4 separate regions of the Mus musculus genome follow, and all the other regions are linked to region 1. A link is a contact called in public promoter capture Hi-C data. All regions are on one chromosome and are shown on one strand. The core of a region is the stretch at or near the end of the contact, and the rest is flanking DNA. Distances in the headings are between cores, read along the strand shown. Region 1 holds the start of Bend6 (BEN domain containing 6). Region 2 overlaps 4931428L18Rik (RIKEN cDNA 4931428L18 gene). Region 3 holds the start of 4931428L18Rik (RIKEN cDNA 4931428L18 gene). Region 4 holds the start of Lman2l (lectin, mannose-binding 2-like).

Evidence for each region. Promoter capture Hi-C pulls out the DNA fragments that hold promoters and counts their contacts.
Region 2: a contact with region 1 is called in a promoter capture Hi-C map of pre-B cells, with 7 times the contacts expected there. The contact joins the enhancer-like site here to the promoter of Bend6 in region 1. A contact is called at or near these places in 6 of 39 promoter capture datasets (the C10 cell line, cranial neural crest, hippocampal neurons and 2 more) and 1 of 115 datasets of contacts at active chromatin or transcription factors (astrocytes).
Region 3: a contact with region 1 is called in a promoter capture Hi-C map of pre-B cells, with 12 times the contacts expected there. The contact joins the promoter of 4931428L18Rik here to the promoter of Bend6 in region 1. A contact is called at or near these places in 8 of 39 promoter capture datasets (the C10 cell line, cranial neural crest, frontonasal cranial neural crest and 4 more) and 2 of 115 datasets of contacts at active chromatin or transcription factors (astrocytes and embryonic forebrain).
Region 4: a contact with region 1 is called in a promoter capture Hi-C map of the HPC-7 cell line. The contact joins the promoter of Lman2l here to the promoter of Bend6 in region 1. A contact is called at or near these places in 2 of 39 promoter capture datasets (the HPC-7 cell line and cranial neural crest).

The regions. Positions count from the first base shown.
Region 1 is chr1:33,906,334-33,908,967 of GRCm38.p6, reverse strand. It overlaps Bend6 (BEN domain containing 6), which reads left to right and starts at 1,347. Exons shown (of 7, transcript NM_177235.3): 1 at 1,347-1,402. It overlaps Dst (dystonin), which reads right to left and starts at 743. Exons shown (of 103, transcript NM_001276764.1): 1 at 516-743. The coding sequence starts at 696.
Region 2 is chr1:31,148,584-31,151,217 of GRCm38.p6, reverse strand. All of the region lies in intron 2 of 4931428L18Rik (RIKEN cDNA 4931428L18 gene), which reads left to right. Among named protein-coding and RNA genes, the nearest start is that of Lgsn, 27 kb to the left of the region's middle. Within about 2 kb of position 1,312, at least 25 of the 459 cell types and tissues checked have an H3K27ac peak or open chromatin away from gene starts, as enhancers often do.
Region 3 is chr1:31,221,313-31,223,946 of GRCm38.p6, reverse strand. 4931428L18Rik (RIKEN cDNA 4931428L18 gene) reads left to right here and starts at 1,291. Exons shown (of 3, transcript NR_033445.1): 1 at 1,291-1,471. Dnaaf6 (dynein axonemal assembly factor 6) reads right to left here and starts at 1,108. Exons shown (of 1, transcript NM_029062.2): 1 at 1-1,108. The coding sequence starts at 1,008. The coding sequence ends at 352.
Region 4 is chr1:36,443,923-36,446,556 of GRCm38.p6, reverse strand. It overlaps Lman2l (lectin, mannose-binding 2-like), which reads left to right and starts at 1,286. Exons shown (of 8, transcript NM_001013374.2): 1 at 1,286-1,507. The coding sequence starts at 1,324.

The sequences.
Region 1 (2,634 bases), core at 98-2,597:
TTAACTCCTTGTTCTCAGCCTAAAGAGTTACTGATCACTTACCTGGATTCGGGAAAGCACATTCTAGGTGTCTCTCTCCAATTCCGTGGGCATATTGGGGCGGGGCGGAGAGAGTATTGGACCATCTGTCTCTAAGGTGATTTCTCTGCAAGAAGTTCCAGCAAAGTTGGGAGAGGGGAGCCCATATCATCACGCCTTACTTTTTTATTCCTAAGCTCCAGCAAAGGCTTGGCAAAGATACGAGTACCTCAGCCCAGGACTCCCCTACAATTACCTTCTGGGCTCTAGCAAACTGACCCTAAGAATCGGAGCCTGATCCTTCCTTCCAGGACCTCCGAATCTCCGTGGTTATCCAAACCTGGTGACTCAGAGGATGGAGGTGAGGCCAAAGGGCCAGGGCGCGTTAAATAAATAAATGCACTTAGCTTGAGGAGTGGGCACTGAGTGGGCAGAAGAGGCAGAGAAGGCTTGAACCTCGCTTCTGCCCAGAAGAACCCAGCGGCGGCGTGTCTTACCTCTGCTTCTGGAACGACCCGAAAAGACCGATTTCATCGGATGTCTCCCTTTCTGGAGCTTGCGGTGCCAGCAGCAGAAGAAGACGATGGTGGCGACGGTGCCCAGCAGGAGCAACAAGAGGAAGAGAGCACATTGGATGCTGTAGGGTCTCAGCAAAACGAGGAAAGCGGCGGCGATCATGGTGCGGGCGAGGCGGGGGGCCGTGCGGCGCGGGGCTAAGGCTGCAGAGCGCGCGGGGCGCGGGGCGCGGGACGCGGGGCGGGCGCGGCGGACAGGGGCGAGCGCGGCTCAGCGCGTCAAGCCCGGCGCTCGCGGCCCCGCGCGCGGCCCAATGGCTGCACACCCCGCGCCGGCCCCGGAACGACTGATGGAGAGCAGCGGGCAGCTCTCGCCATGACTCAGCACGCGGCGCAGCGGCGAGAGCCGCGCCCCTCCCTCCGCAGGCGCCCCAGCCCGCGCGCAGCTCTCGGGCTCAGCCCCGCCCGGGACGCAGCCGGCTGGGAGCATCATCGGGTGGCCGCCCGGGGCCTCGGCGTCCTGAAGCCGGCGCACGTGGGGCGGGACGGGGCGCGGCGAGCCGGCGGGGGGCTCGGTGGGTGACGTCACGGGCTGCGGCGGCAGCGGCGGCGCGGGTGCGGGCGCGCGCGCATGGCTGGGGCCGGGACCGAGCGGCGCGCGCCCTCCAGCAGGTCGGTTCGGTGCGCGCGCGGCCCGCCAGGCCACGCGCCGGGCGGCGGTGCGCGGGGACCCCCGGGTTTCGCCTGTGTAAGCCTCCGCGGACCTTCTGCTGGAGGCCGACGTCAGGGGGCGCCAAGGAGCCGGGGGGAACCCGGGCTCCCGCCTCCCTGAGCCCGCCCGGAGGCTGGGGCTCGGAGGATGCAGCAGGGTGAGCTATTTGGTTTGGGGGCGGGGGTAGTCCCTGCGCATGGAGGCGCGAGCACCTGGAAGGGCCATCTCCAAGCTGGTCCAATCTTAGGAAAGGCGGCACGCCGCGGTCTGCAGGCTTGCACCCTACCACCCCCAAACTTGGTGCTGATTCTCAGCCCAGACGTGAGCTCTGCCACGGTCAAAGAACCCTGATTCATTTATTGGCTTTGTAGGGAGAGGTGATTTTAGATGTAAGGATCTGACATGATGAAGGATGAAGGAAGTTGGTGATTGATTGGCCTGTAGATACTGCAGGAGAAATTTTTAGGCACTGTCAGACAACGGCGATCGGTCACACTCGGGTACACACCCTTCTCCCCTTTGCCGTTTTTTTCCAGCTTCCCTTACATTCCGTTACAATCCGCAAAAACTGTATCGCAGTTGTGGGCTGGACACTTGACAGTGATCGCTGATTCGGTGCCAACGAAGAAGGCAAGGCGTGAGCGCTGCGGTGTGCTCTTTTGCGGAGGGCCTCTGCCACCTGGCGAGAAAGCCAAAGCTGCAGTGGCCGCCTGCAGCGTGTTGCGGCCTTAGCGGGCCAGTGCAGTGCTCTGCCCTGCTTGCCCCTAAGGCAAACTGGCTTTCCCTGTGGGAGTTGGATGATTTGTTTTCTTTCATTGACTTGTATTTTTTAAATTAACTATATGACATATGACAAATGAAATATTACATTTGTGCAATTTCTAGTAACTGGCTTGAAACTAAATAATTCGTAAAATTCCAAAAGTCAATTGAAGAATCGATAGGAATGTGTGTATTGTTGTCTAACTATATGAAACCAACTGTTCAGTTCTGCAAAAATGTGTAGCCATTAGTGACTGATAGGTGAATGATGTATTATCAAGTGTGAGCATTAAAAGAAATGCGGAAAGATGTTGCTTAGCCCTGATGCCAGGTTCATAAGCACGGAAAGCACAGGAAAATGTGCTCTTATTTGCATGTTGGCCTCCTAAAACAAATACAGATTGCTATTATATGCCACTCATTCTGTTGTTTGAGGCTGAGGATGGAAAGCACCTTGCTTGCCGACACTGAGGAAGGTGAGACTCTTGACTGTCAGACTGCGGGGAGCACTGGGTGCCAAACAGGCTTCACGGGTCCCTGGCAGTCAGCAGAGCTGTCTGGAACTTCTGCATCCCGTGCACAGAGCTGAAGGGCTCCTGACACTGCAGCCCACTGCAGTAAGAAACT
Region 2 (2,634 bases), core at 63-2,562, 2.8 Mb after region 1:
CTTAACAGCTGTGCCATCTCTTCAGGCCCACGCCACCCCCACCCTTCAGGTGTTGTGTTTTATAAGAAGAGTCAAGGATATACTTTGTATCAAACATCAAATAGGATGGTGAGGTGGAAGGGGTGCGTTAGTGGGCCCATGCTGGGCCTCCTTTCTCCAGAAAGAGGAGTTAAGAAGGCAGGCGGATTTCTGAGTTCGAGGCCAGCCTGGTCTTCAAAGTGAGCTCCAGGACAGCCAGGGCTATACCGAGAAACCCTGTCTCGAAAAAACCAAAAAAAAAAAAGGTGTAGAGACAGAAAGACAGAAGAGGGAGGGAGAGAAAGAGAGAGGAGAGAAAGGGAAGAGCAGGAAGGGAAGAGAATCAGAGAGAGAAAAGGGGCAGAGAGAGGGAGGAGGGGCCAAACAGCCCCTTTTATAGGAAGCCAGGCCTACCTGGCTGTTGCTAGGTAACTGTTGGGCAGTCCGTAGATGGAATGCTAACACCAGATACACTTTAACTGGTGAGAATACAACGAAGAACAAAGTCTGGTGTTTCTTTTAAAGACATGGTTTCATGTAGCCTAGACAGCCTTCAAACTCATTACAAGGCCAAGGGTGACCTTGAATTTGTGATCCTCCTTCCTCCACCTCCCAAATGATGGGAGGACGGGCAAGCACTCCTTTTCCTTGCCCACTGTTTTAGAAATTGAAGATACTTTGGTAAGAGTAGACATGACAACAGAGAGCCATGGCCTGTAGTGAGGGAACTTGTAAAGAGTTCTCCACCCAAATACTTACCTGACAGTGAAGTTTCTGTCACAGTGCCCTTGAGGCAGCGTTAGCTTGTGCAGCGTCAGATTTGGCAGTGTGCTTCACAGCCTCCCCCACTTCACTGTCACAAAGCCTGCTGCCCCTGGATGGCCTCTTCTAACTCTAATCAGATATTAGAGGCCCCCGGTTTAAAAGTGTAGTCAAATTACATGTTCACCTTCCTGATCTTTCACAATCGGAAACCGCTCAATCTCTCCAAACCATAGCTCTCCTCTTGCTTCTAGAATTCTCTCACCCTTGTTCTCCCCATTCAAAACACACAATCGTACCATTAGTTGTAGAAAGCACTGGATTGTCTGACTGTTGCTTACTAGTCTGCTGATAGACTAAGTTAAACCAAGGTTGCCACATACAGAAGCTGCTCTCTGTTGCCACTAACATACACGAAGAGAATGTTTCCAAAGTGACTTGGCAATGTTTACATAGGAGCTAAGGTGGGTCCCCATTGTGGCAGTTCCCGTCACAGTCTCCCTGTGCTGCAATCAAACAGCACTAGCAAACCGGAGAACCGTGAGACCAGCTTTGTAAGCCAAAGCAAGAGGCATTCTCCTGTGAGTCTGGTCTGGAAGTGATTTGAAACTTGGGCCACCTTCAGATTGTCTTCCAGAAATGGGCCATAAATTTAAAATTTGAGCATCATCTCTTTGAGAGCCATCTGGTGCTGATTTTTCTTCGGCACCTCCTGAGAACTCGAGGGAGCCAAAGAAGGAAGGAAACAATAATTCTTTTCTTTGCAGCTGCTGAAGTAGTCATCAACGTTTGTTTTCCTTTTACCTACAAATGAGAACCAGCATTTAGAGCAGGCCAGGTTTTGTTAATGCGATGGCTTAGGGGCCAGAAGGGAATGACTTATTTTGTTATATTTAATCCTAATGGCTGTGGGGCATCTAAGCTTTCTTGAATCAGATAATGTGATTTCTCAGCTCCAGGGTGATAACAGGGGGTAAAAACCAAAGCAGATTTGTTACAGAATAGCCTCTTTTTCCAAGAGGCAACACACTTTTCCTATGCTTTGTCCATTGCAGGATAAATATTGTATTTGTACATATTGTTCATGATAAGACCTTTGAGTCTACCCTTTTCCTCAGTGCTTATTGTCACCAACATCAACATCTCCTCCAATCTGCATATTACGTTTGGGTAACTCCTGAACGTAGATGCAAGTTTCTATGAATATATAACCTATTTTATTATTTATGGTATAAAAGAGACAGAATCAATAAAAACAAACTCCCCAAGGGCCACCATTTCCTTGAGACAACAGGTACACTGCTTTGTCCCAGGCACAGCAGACAGTTGACTTCGTGGTAAGATTGGAAAGCTCTTCCCAGAAACTGGAACTTAACACTTGCCGAGAAGCCTGGAGTGTGAGAATGCTCAGTGAGGCTCAGCTTCTTTGGTCAGACTGACCTAGAGCTCTGTGCTCCAAAACATCCAAATGAACTAAAGTAGGTGCAGATGCTCTGTCTGCCTTAGTTCACTTTTAGTACATTTACTTCCTTTCCTTAAGAGTGTCTTTATCCTTACTGTGGGCAAGAGAGAAATAGGAAGAGGGGCAAGAGCAGGGGTAAGTCACACCTACGGGGATTCTCTGAATTCAAACTGAAAACAGGAAATAACTGACCCTATGTCATGGTTTTCACAAGGGCTCATCATGCTGGTGATGACACATAAAACAGCCTTCCTAGTGTTTCTCTAAAGAACAACAAAATGCAATTTAGAAAACAGTGGTAACAGTCTATAAACCTTATGCCTATACTGTTTGCCTCTCCCCATCAATACACCAGAGACACTTCATTTCATCAATCATCTGACCAAGAACCA
Region 3 (2,634 bases), core at 42-2,541, 2.7 Mb after region 1:
TGGTAATGTAATTAGTTAGCTGAAGTTCTTCAGACTGCTGATTTAAGTGAATCACTTATTTCATGGTCATAGCTCTGCTGTGTGATTGACCATGTAATAACCTAGATGGTTAACCTGAAAATATTTTATTCAGCTCTCACTATAGAAATGGAACAGCACCTTATTGTATGAAACAACCATATGTCATAACAGTAATAGAATTGACTATATTTGATCAAAACACCACTAAAATTCTGAACCTTTCTAAAATATGTCGGGGGTGGGGGGAGAACATAAACAACCAGTATTCAAAGGTAGAAAAAAAAATGTTCTTGTCATGATTTCTTTCTATCTCTTCTTATTCATACAGTTTCAGGAAATATTAAAATCCAAATCCCTTTGGACGGTCATCCTGACTTCAAGTGTTTCAGCTTCCCAGATATAGGATGCTCTAGCACTGTTCCGTTCCACGGGCTGGGGAAAGTTTACTAACAGCTTCTTTCTAGGAGTGCGAAGATCAAGGAGCATTTCTTGGATATCAATTTGAATTTCAGAAGGGTTTGTATTGGGCAGTTTAATTTTCACCACCAGCTCCTGGCAGCATGCCGTTGAAGGATCCTTTCTTGTTAATCCTAGGTATACGTCCTCAGTTCCCACAGTTTGTTGGAATACAATCTCATAATCTGGAATTTCACGAACATCCCATATATCATCATGCTCTGCTCCTTCTGGAACCTCTTCTGGATTCCAGATGTTCTCACTTTCATCACTCCTGGGTTCAGGAATAGCTTTGGACTCTTTTGCTTTAGGTGGTCCAATATTCCCAGGGCCCATGGCTCCAATAGTAAATGAGCATTGCCCCTGTTCAAAATCAAAACCATCCTCTTCTTCGGGATTGAGGAGACTGGATAGTGCTTGAAGGGACCAGGCAGAAGACAATGTCACAAATTGCATATTTTTACCTTCCTTGCTCTTTGCTTCCAAATTCCCTGTTACCACATTCTCAGCTTCAGCATTTTCTGATTCCATTATTCAAATATAGATAAGAGTGTACCTCAAGGGTAGAGTGCTTGCTAAATGTGGAAGAAGGTCTGAATTGGATCCCAGGTGCTTGGTCAGTGCTGTTCACAGCCTAGGAGCCGAAAATAAACTGCCACTCGCTGTGCGTTGCTCTGTTGCCTGGGTAACAACTTTGTTGAACTTCCCTTTTCCACCTCTAGTTCCTGCTTGACTCTGCTAGCCAATCACAGGAGAGTCTCCTTTGAAACAATACCAGCAGCAGCCAATCCCAGCTCGTCCCGTTCAGGGTCTATGGCTGCCATTTCTAGTTAAGTAGATCGACCTGGGTTAGGCTGTGGGATCCATCATGCTAGCTCCTGAGAGTTCACAGCTTCTCTGCGGTAGTCCGGGTCCTCCCGCTTCTCTCAGACTGCCTCTCCCCACCTCTGCCTTTACTTTGAAGACCAGATACCCAGCTGGCTCAGCCACAGAGGTAAGAGCAGGATGTTACCATTTGTCCTGCAAGCTTTTTGCAGTGAGCTTTTCTCCCCCTCCTCCACTCCGCCCCCACTCCTCCTAAGCATCATTTTTAAAACCTGAGTGGGTTTCTATTCCTTTTCTAAAGTATTTTATTTTTATTTGGGAGGGAGTTGAGTGGTGGCTCAGCACTTAACGTTCAGTGCTCTTCCAGAGAACTGGGGTTTATTTCTCAGCACCCACATAGACGCTTATAACTCTGTAATTCAGTTGCGGGGCATCTTTTTCTGACCTCAGTGAGCACCAGGTACACATGTGGTATGCAGACATACATGAAGACAAAACACTACTCCGCTACTTTACTTGTGCCAACCTGACATATACCTAACCAAGATCTAGGTGGGAAGAAAGAATCTTGTGTTTCGACTAGCTTTTGATTACACAGCCATCTCTCCAGCCCAGGAAGAGTGAATTATAAGTGAGAAAATAAAAGTGGCCTATAGGCAAAAATGGAGGACACTTTCTCAATGATTGATGTGGGAGGGCCAGCCCTCAGTAGGCAGTACTACCCCTGGGCAGGTGGTCCTGGATTACATAACAAAGAAGGTAACAAAGAAGGCTAAGGAAGCCTTGGGGGTCTAGGCAGTAAGCAGCCCTCCTCCATGGCTTGTACTTCAATTCCTGCCTCCATGTTCTTGCCTTGAGTTCTTGCTCTGAGTTGTCTCAGTGATGGAGTGTGATCTGAAAGTTGTGAGCTAGAATAAGCTTTTTTTCCCACCCATTTGCTTTTGGACATGATGCTTGATCACAACCATATGAATCATAATTAAGATGAAAAATACTAGCCAGACTGTGGGATATTGCTGTGGAATACACCTAACCATATTGTTTGCAGTTGGGGAGGGGTGTGGAAAAAATGGACAGAATAGCCATTGGTGCTCAGAGCTCAATAAGCTATTATTCTATGGGAGCTTGGAAGATAAGAAGGCTGAGAGCTATGTAGGCAGTGCAGACTTGGTTTGTGAGTTTCACAAGGATATAAAGACTACAAGGGCCAGGTGAGGTGGTGCATGCGTTTAGTCCCAGCACTCAGGAAGCAGAAACAAGCGGATCTCTGAGTTCATAGCCAGCCTCTTTTACTGTGTGAGTTCCAGGAGAGCCAGGGCTACACAAAGAAAA
Region 4 (2,634 bases), core at 37-2,536, 2.5 Mb before region 1:
CTCTGGGGTGTAGTACAACCAATTTAAGTTTATCCCTGACCAGCTTACAAGTAAGTGAGACTCAGACTATGGTTATTTTATTTGGCTTTGACAGTTTCTAGGGGTAACCCCTAATCTACTCTTCTAACTGCTGGCCTGGCTACCTCCCCAGTGGTACAGCCTAAGTACTTGGCTGCTTCTTCTGGCCATGGACTCATAGTCCATCTCGTCTCCTGGAGGCTTCCTCCCCTTCTTTCGTTCTTCCTCTTCTCCCCTGGTTTCTCTTCCTTCTGCTCTCTTCTCCACCCTCAACTAAGTAACTTAAAACCCACCTACCTCTAATCCCTCCCTCCAGTAATTGGCTGTAGTCAATTCTATTTAACCAATCATTTTAAATCAAGGAACAAGGTTTGCACAATAAAAGCATGTAACCCTGAAAATTCACACAGAATTTAGCATACACTTAATTTCTATAAATATCATCATGTGATGTTGGTTGATTGTGCTCGTCAACCCAGCATGTAACCCAGGCTGCCCTTTACACATTTTACAGTTTGCCAGATGTTTGTTTCTTTGGTTTGGTTTGCCTGTTTGAGACAGTTTGCCAGATGTTTGTTTCTTTGGTTTGGTTTGCCTGTTTGAGACAAGGTTTCTCTGTGTAGCCTTGGCTATTCTAGAACTTGCTCTGTAGACCAGGCTTGCCTCAAACTCAGAGATCCAAATACCGTTGCCTCCAAGCATTGGGATACAATCCGTGCACCACCACCACCCTGGAACCAGTCGTTTCATTCTAATGAATTACTTAGGTCACTCCCTAACTCACTGTGTTGACTTTGAACTCCTCACCTTCCTGCCTCAGTCTCCAGAGTGCTGGGATGACCTAATGCCTTCCCACATCGTAAGTCAAGTTCTTTACCAACACAGCTAGTCTTCAGTTCCTTCCACTCATTTTAGTCACGGATTTGTCTATTTTTCTTTTTACTTCTATGCCCTCTTGGCTGTTAGCTTGGCGGCCAGGTAGGTACAAATGGCAGTGACAATCGGGAAAAAAAAATGTTTTATCGCTTTAAATTTACTATAGAATGCAGAAACAAACTAAGAATCTCTATTACTAGCAGGCCTGGTGAAGCCTGGGACAAAAGCAGAGAAGGGAGTCTGGACATTCGGCAACGCCCCTTGCCTGGGTTGGCAAGGCAACTGCTACTAGTCAGCCAATCGGTGGGATACTCACCTGCGGGGGAGGGAACTCTCCAGGAGCCAATGGGAGATCGGGCCGATGGTTCCGCAGGCCAATGGGTTGGGCCACGGGGCGGGCTTTTTGATGAAGGGCCGGCGGTGGGAAAGATGGCGGCGGCTTCGAGACCCTCCTGGTGGCAGCGGTGGCGGCGGCGCGCGTGGGCTCGGGACGGGGCCAAGCTTTTGCTCTTTCTCCTTCTGTTGGGGTCTGGGCCGGGGCCGCGGCATGTCAGGGCGGGTCAAGCGGTGGAGTACTTGAAACGGGAGCACTCGCTGTCGAAGCCCTACCAGGGTGAGGCGCCCGGGGCGAGGTGGTCGTGCAGGGAGGGCTTGGGGACCGAGTCGGGACTGAGCTCGAGGACGCAGTCCCCGGCGGGAGGGGGCGCCCCGAGGATCTCCGCTCCTTTGAAGAGCCACAGGTCCGAAGGACAAGGGTCCGCCCCCCACCCCCGCCCCTTTCCGAGCGCTAGAAGTTTCTAGTAGGTCTAGGTAGGGCTCTCAGCTGTCACTAGTGTCAGGCTCGAAGGAAGAGGTGTTTGGAGTTGGACAGAAATATGAGGAGAGAGAACTGAGATAAATGAGGGATGGTTGAGGACCATTAGCGATGAGCCGGTGTCGGGATAGAGTGGTGGCTGCTCTGGATAGAAAGCAAGAACCCGGGTAGAACTCGGTCGGACTGAGGAAGGAGAGGGGGAAAAAAGTCTGTTTGCTGGTTAGAACACCTGCTCCTTCCTTCCCAGGCCGCGAGCCCTGATGATGAAAGAGGCTGGTTAGCATTGCTCTCTTCAGGGATTTCTAGATCTCTAAGCACAGCTCAGTGTCAGAAAATTGACACAGGTGTCTACAAAGAAGAGAAATTAATGCTGTTAGAGCTTAATACAAGTTTGTTTTTCTCGCAGAGCTGTGGATAGGGGGTGCAGGAAACACAAATTTAAACTGCAGAAAGCAGTTTGAATTTTTGTTACTAAGATGTCATTTCTGTTACTAAGATGTCATTATTTTACTGGTTGGTTGTAGTACCTCCTTAGTGTTGGTCCCTGCTGATACTATGGGTTAGTCTGGTTTTTCACCCTGGGGGTACTTATACTTAGTCTAAGGGATTTGGGGATAATCAGCTACACTTGAAAGATTGATTTTATTTTATTTTTTAAATTTTATTTATTTATTTATTTATTTATTTATTTTGTTTTTCGAGACAGGGTTTCTCTGTGTAGCCTTGGCTGTCCTGGAACTCACTCTGTAGACCAGGCTGGCCTCGAACTCAGAAATCCGCTTGCCTCTGCCTCCCAAATGCTGGGATTAAAGGTGTGTGCCATCACTGCCCGGCCTGAAAGATTGATTTTAAAAGAATATGTTTAAGCTCATAGGCTTTTGAGAATATATCTCTTTTAATATAAATGACAAAATTTTTGTCCTTTC